2 separate regions of the Mus musculus genome follow, and region 1 is linked to region 2. The links are chromatin contacts, called in public HiChIP or PLAC-seq maps. All regions are on one chromosome and are shown on one strand. The core of a region is the stretch at or near the end of the contact, and the rest is flanking DNA. Distances in the headings are between cores, read along the strand shown.

What was found. HiChIP or PLAC-seq counts read pairs in DNA pulled down with a chosen protein or histone mark.
Region 1: an HNF4G HiChIP or PLAC-seq map of pancreatic cancer cells shows a contact between it and region 2. The contact joins the promoter of Stn1 here to the promoter of Nt5c2 in region 2. A contact is called at or near these places in 1 of 39 promoter capture datasets (pre-B cells) and 2 of 115 datasets of contacts at active chromatin or transcription factors (bone marrow-derived macrophages and pancreatic cancer cells).

What each region holds. Positions count from the first base shown.
Region 1 is chr19:47,535,705-47,538,404 of GRCm38.p6, forward strand. It overlaps Stn1 (STN1, CST complex subunit), which reads right to left and starts at 1,415. Exons shown (of 10, transcript NM_175360.3): 1 at 1,110-1,415; 2 at 492-667. The coding sequence starts at 645.
Region 2 is chr19:46,960,941-46,963,867 of GRCm38.p6, forward strand. It overlaps Nt5c2 (5'-nucleotidase, cytosolic II), which reads right to left and starts at 1,368. Exons shown (of 18, transcript NM_029810.5): 1 at 1,332-1,368.

The DNA.
Region 1 (2,700 bases), core at 165-2,664, 570 kb after region 2:
TACTGAGAGGACACGGACACTTTGCAGAAAGTGAGTCACATAACCAGAAAGGTAAGTCCCACATTAAGACTTTGGGAGCCTGCCTATCTAGTCCACTCAAAAACAGGCTCCCAAAAGGAGCCTAGGTATTTTAAAGTATGGAATACCTTAAGCACATGTGGTTTTAGTTATGTATTTTATTGAGAAAAGCTCTTATGTAGCCCAGGCTGGCTTTGAACCCTTCATCGTCTCTATTTCCATCATCCGAGCGTTGGAATCTGGTTATGTACAGGTTGGGAGAAAGAGCTCAATGCAAAGCTCAAAGTTTGATCAACTTCAAATTCTTAGGTTGTCTTTAATTTGCACAAAAATCACAGTAATAAACTCTTTCCAAGGTTGAGGCTAGATAACTTTCAGACAGGGCTCTTTAGATGCCCTAAGCCTCCGGCTTTCTGTATCTTTGAGGGTCAGGGTGCAGCACAGGGCGTCCGTTAAGCTGACAGGCCACATACCTGGCACTTGTTGGGACTCCTTCATCTCCAGGATATCCTTGATGTAGAGTTTTGCAAAGGCTAGAAACACAGGATCCAGACCCCAAAAGAGGGGCGGGATCTCCTCTTCCCTTGGACTGGATTCACACTCCATCAAGAGGCAGGGCTGTGGCATCTGCTAACCCAGAGCCAAGACTCTACAAAAGAAAACAAAAATAAGGTTTTAGGGTGTTTAGTGTGGGTAACGGTCATCCAGAAGTCTTAGGAGGGTAACACAGGGGTTCAGGACCCTGTCAAACTTCATGCCTAGCAGATGGCAAAGTCCTTGTATGAGGCTCCTTCGGACGAAATACCAACTGAGAATCAGTTAAACACCAAATTTTCTTTTCAGACGAGGTCTCAGATAGCCCCGGCTGATCTTAATCTAGCTATGTAGTGGAGGATGGCTTTGAACTAGTGATCCTCCAGTACTGGGATTACTGGCATGTCCCATCAGACCTGGTTTATACAGTGCTGGGGATGGAACGCAGGGCTTCATGCAAGGTTTCGTGCAGGCTAGGCAAGTGCTCTCCAACAACTGAGCTACATCCCCTAAATACTAATTCTCCACTTTGAGGATAACCATACACACAGGCGTACCCCAAAAAGGAGTTTTAACGAGTGAATCCGGAGAGTAATGGAGAGAGTCCCTGTGGCCGTGGACTTTGGGGGCCCTGAAGGTGTGTCTATCCAAGCTTCGACCTTTCACCTCTGGGAAGAGCGGAGGAAAGGAAAAAGAGGCAGAAATCAGAGCAGTTTACAACTTCTCCCGAAGCAGGAGCAGCCAGCCAAGATTGCCGAACCAGTTCCGGTTGCGAGAAGGAAGCGAGCACACTCCCGCCGGCGTATTTCCTTCCCGCCACCCGCGCCTAGCTACCGCCAGCCACTCCCGCTGAGGCCACGCCCCCGACGTCCTCCTCAAGGCCACGCCCACCCCACGTATCGGTTCCGCCCACGCCGCCTTCCCGGTCTACATACACCCTGCGCAGGCTCTTGGGGGCTCTCCTAATCTCGGAGATTCCCGAGCCAGCCCGGGAATTCCTGCTGCTCAAATCCCGCCTTCCATGTCACATTTGTCACTCCGATTCCCTCAGACGGTTCCAGGAAATTGGGACGGGATCAAACTTAAATTTTCTTTTTTAAAAGTAGGGCAGGGGGTTGTCTTGACTGATTAAAGCAACAAACAACGAAATTAGGCAATGGGGTATTTTACTGTTTCTTCACAGCTGGTAATGATCCCCTGACATCGTAGGGATGCTACAGTCTCGCTTGCAGATGTTCTGCTCTAAACCTGAGGCCCCGAGAGAATGAGAGGTCTTGTCTCTAACGGAAACCACCCCTATGAGGTTTCCTCCAGGATGTTGTGCCTTTAACTCTTGAGAGACTGACAATTCTTGTATAAACCATGGCCACCTCCTTGGAGCCCTGTCTCCACTGTCTCCACCCATATAAATAAAGACGTTTTTCCCTACTCACAGGGACTCACACGCCTAGGAGAGGGCAGGTCACTCACTCCAGCGGCAAAAGAGGCAGGAGGCCAAAGAGATCATTGCTAAACTATCAGAGAAGGGCTGGGATGGAAACTGGGTGTCATTAGAACCATGGCTTTCAGTTACTGCCCTGGCCACAGAAGGAGCGGACAGTGTCTCCCAGACTCTGTGGCACAGAATGGCTGGGCCCGTGGAGTTTAAGATCTGTGTAAACCCAATCCCTCTCTACTAGAAGAGGTTCTCTCCCAAGGAAACATAGTAGGATGGATGCTTCCAATTCACCTGTCAGGTAGAGAAAGACAGGTTGGGTGACATTCTCAGGACTGCACACCTCTGCGCCAGGGTGGAGTCCAGGGACCAGTCTCCGCTGTCCTCAGAAGTTGAGGTATTTTCAGAAATGACGCTCAGAGCTCTCAGGGCTAGAGCGCTGGACTCTGGGTTTACTGCCAACCTGGGGGAGGGCCACGCCTTGTGGTATAAATAGAAGCAGACTCCCCTGATGTCATCTTTTACAGTGATGGAGGACTCTTTAGAGGGGAGTGTGCCTCTTGATCTGAGCCCCAGACCTGAGGAGTAGATGGTAACGAAGCTGAGGGTGAGCTGTAGAATTCCAGATTGAGGGGTTTGCATGGAGCTTTGTAAAGATCTCAGCCTCCCTCCTGTAGAACTCCCAGACTCCAAGCCTTCCTGGACGATCCTGA
Region 2 (2,927 bases), core at 118-2,617:
TGAATTTGGCTTTTTGTTCATTTTTTTGGTAAGAGTGAAGCTTAAACCAGTTTTTCAAGCTCAGGCATGGTGGAACAAGCCTATTAATATCTGTTAGGGACCTGGAAGAGAAAGATCCCAAGTTCGAGGCCACTAGGGTACAGAGCCTGTTCGAGGCCTACAAACAGGTTCATATTGTAATGGAAATGCTCTTCGGAAGCAAGCCGGGAAGCATCAATCCTTGTATCAACAGCCCAGCATAACCACCTTGCCACTACGAGCACCCGCAACGATTTTATTGCAATTTTTAACCAGCTGGTTTGTTAAACTGAACCTCTAAGCCCTGATGTCTTCTCTTACATTCTTAGCCATTGATGGAAAATGCTAAGGTGACTATGTGAAAGACCTGAAGTCTTTCTGTACTCACTACGTCTACGATAAATGGCACCGTTTTAACATCCTCCCCCTACACATGACGGCCAAAGGAATTTGCATCCCTTAAGAAAAATTATAGGTCTACGGTCATTATGAAACAATGTGCGGGGGGGGGGGGGGCGCAGAGAAGTGGTGGGGAACACGCAACCGTGTTGAGTGACTAGTCATTTCAGAGTGCTCTATTAGAGCACAGCCCTCGACTACCGAGGCTGTGAAACAAATCCGACACAAACCTTCATCTAATGCTTTTAAAGGCTGCGGCCAGGCAAAGCCAACCGCTCAAAACGCTGTTCTTGTAACAGGCCCCACTTCTGCATCTCGCCCTGCAGGGCTTCGGGGGCCCCAGAAAAAAAAAGGCGAGGGACAAACCGCCTCCAAACGTCTTTAGGCGAGACTTGCAATTGATGTGAGCTTTCCAGGAAGTACTGCGCACCACAAAACTGGCTCGTGGGCCATTCCGCGGGCAGATCCAAACCCTGCCAGGCTCGCAGCCCATGAGGGGAGCCCCGCACCCGCCTCACGAGAACTGAGGCCAGGCTGCCAGCCCAGAGAGACCAGGGGAACCGAGAGCGGCGCCTGCCCGCCCACTCCGCGAGAAAGGCGGGGTCCCAGCTAGCGGACGCTGGGAAACAATGGCGCGAGCATGACGTGGGCCGGGGGCGTCGCCGCCGCGCGGGGAAGGGGCTGCGGCGGGCCGGGGGCGCCCGGGCCGGGGGCGTGCGCCACGCCGGGGCGCTGAGGCCGCGGGCGCGCGGGCAGATCTGGGCCGGGGTAGGGAGCCCTGAGGAAAGGGACGCCGGGCGGACGGCGGGGGCCGCTGGGTCGCGCGCTGGGCCGCGCATCCTCCCCAGCCTGCTCGCTCGCCGCCCGCCCGCTCCAAGCCCCCTCCCGCCCGCCGCGGGTGCCGCCGCACTCACCGGCCGCACCGCACGGCAGCAATCCTAGCGCGCAACTGCCGCAGCCGCCTCGGCGCGCGCCCTCCCCGCCCCCGCCGCCCCGGCACCGCCCCCAGCTCGCGCCCGGCCAGGGACCGGCGCTCTGTTCCTTACCCGGGCTCCGCCGCAGAAGCCGGCCGCGGCGATGCTCCCTGGCGGGCGGTCCTGTCTCAGGGCCCCTCACAGGGCTCGGGGAACTTCCCACCACAGAACTCCCAGAGCTGCTAAACTCCGAGGGTGATGCACGTTAACAACCTATCCATTTCCTAGGAATAACCACCTCTTGGCTTTTTGCCTGCTCCCCTCAGCACACTCCTGGCTGCCCCGCCCCTACCTTAGGTGACCACGCCTACTCTGCGAGAGGCTTTCCCTAAGGTGGGAAGAGTGTGTCCCTTACTCCTAGCAGCTTACTCCTAGACAAACGAACCAGAGGGTCTCCCTGGAAGACCTTGAACTCAACTCCATGATAATCATAGGGACCAGCTTTGGGGTTTATCAGAATGAGTTCAAATCCTAGTTTCACTACTTACCCAGGGAACCAACCAAGGAACCTGACTACACACAGTTGATTTATCCGAGATATTATTGATAGAATGAAACAATACAGACTCCAGGCTTAGTTCTGGATCCTAGCAAACAATAAATAGTAGTTGAATACACTGACACCCGTTACCGTACTTCACTACAAGACAGCCCACCCACTATGTCCAGAACACTGCATTCCTTAGTCTGGGCAGCTCTGGAATTCATCGCAAAGACCAAATTCTAGTCCTGGGAGCCTCGGAAAAGCAACTGATCTACTGGTTCTTCGACCTTGGACTTTGCCCAAGATCTTCCCGAGTTGGGGATATTTGATCCCTCCCATTGTTTTTCCTCTGTCCTAATTCTGAGGATCTTTGTCTTTCTCTCAGGCATTTGGCTGATTTGATTTTGATTTCCTTTAGATGGTATCATCCAAGACTAAGCCAAGTTTTGTAGTACCATCATAATCAAGGAGGACTATGGCTTCCACTTTGTAACAGCGCCTTGCATTTGTGCAGTAAAGTTCTCAGTGAACACTAAGTATGGTAGCTTGCCGGGAGTCCTAGCTTCTGGAGATGCTAGGACTAAGGCAAGAGGATTACGTGAGCCCAGAATTTGAAGTTAACCTGAGCAACATAATGAAAGAAAGAAAAAAGGGAGAGGAAGCAATGGTGAGGGGGGGGGGGGGAACAAGGAAGAAAGAGGAGGAAGGAGAAGAAAATGAAAAAGAGAAGAAAGTTCTTGGCAGACATACTACTGACTCATTACACTTGCAGTCAACCTGAACCACAGGGTGTTTTTGAAAACAGGAGGGCTCTGCTAACAGCTTCTACTTACCCTCCTGTGCCTTTCACCCTGCCTAGGTCAGCTGAGGATAAGCCCCTATTAGGCTTTTCACCTATTAGGCTTTTCAACATGGGAAAAATGGCATGTAAGCCAGTTTGCAGTTAGCTTAATACCACCTTTAAGCCAAGTATGTTTCTAGAAAGCCTGGTTTTGTAGGTAGGCCTGGAGTGGTTAAAGCTTACCTTGAATTCCTCTCAGGAGGCAGAGGCA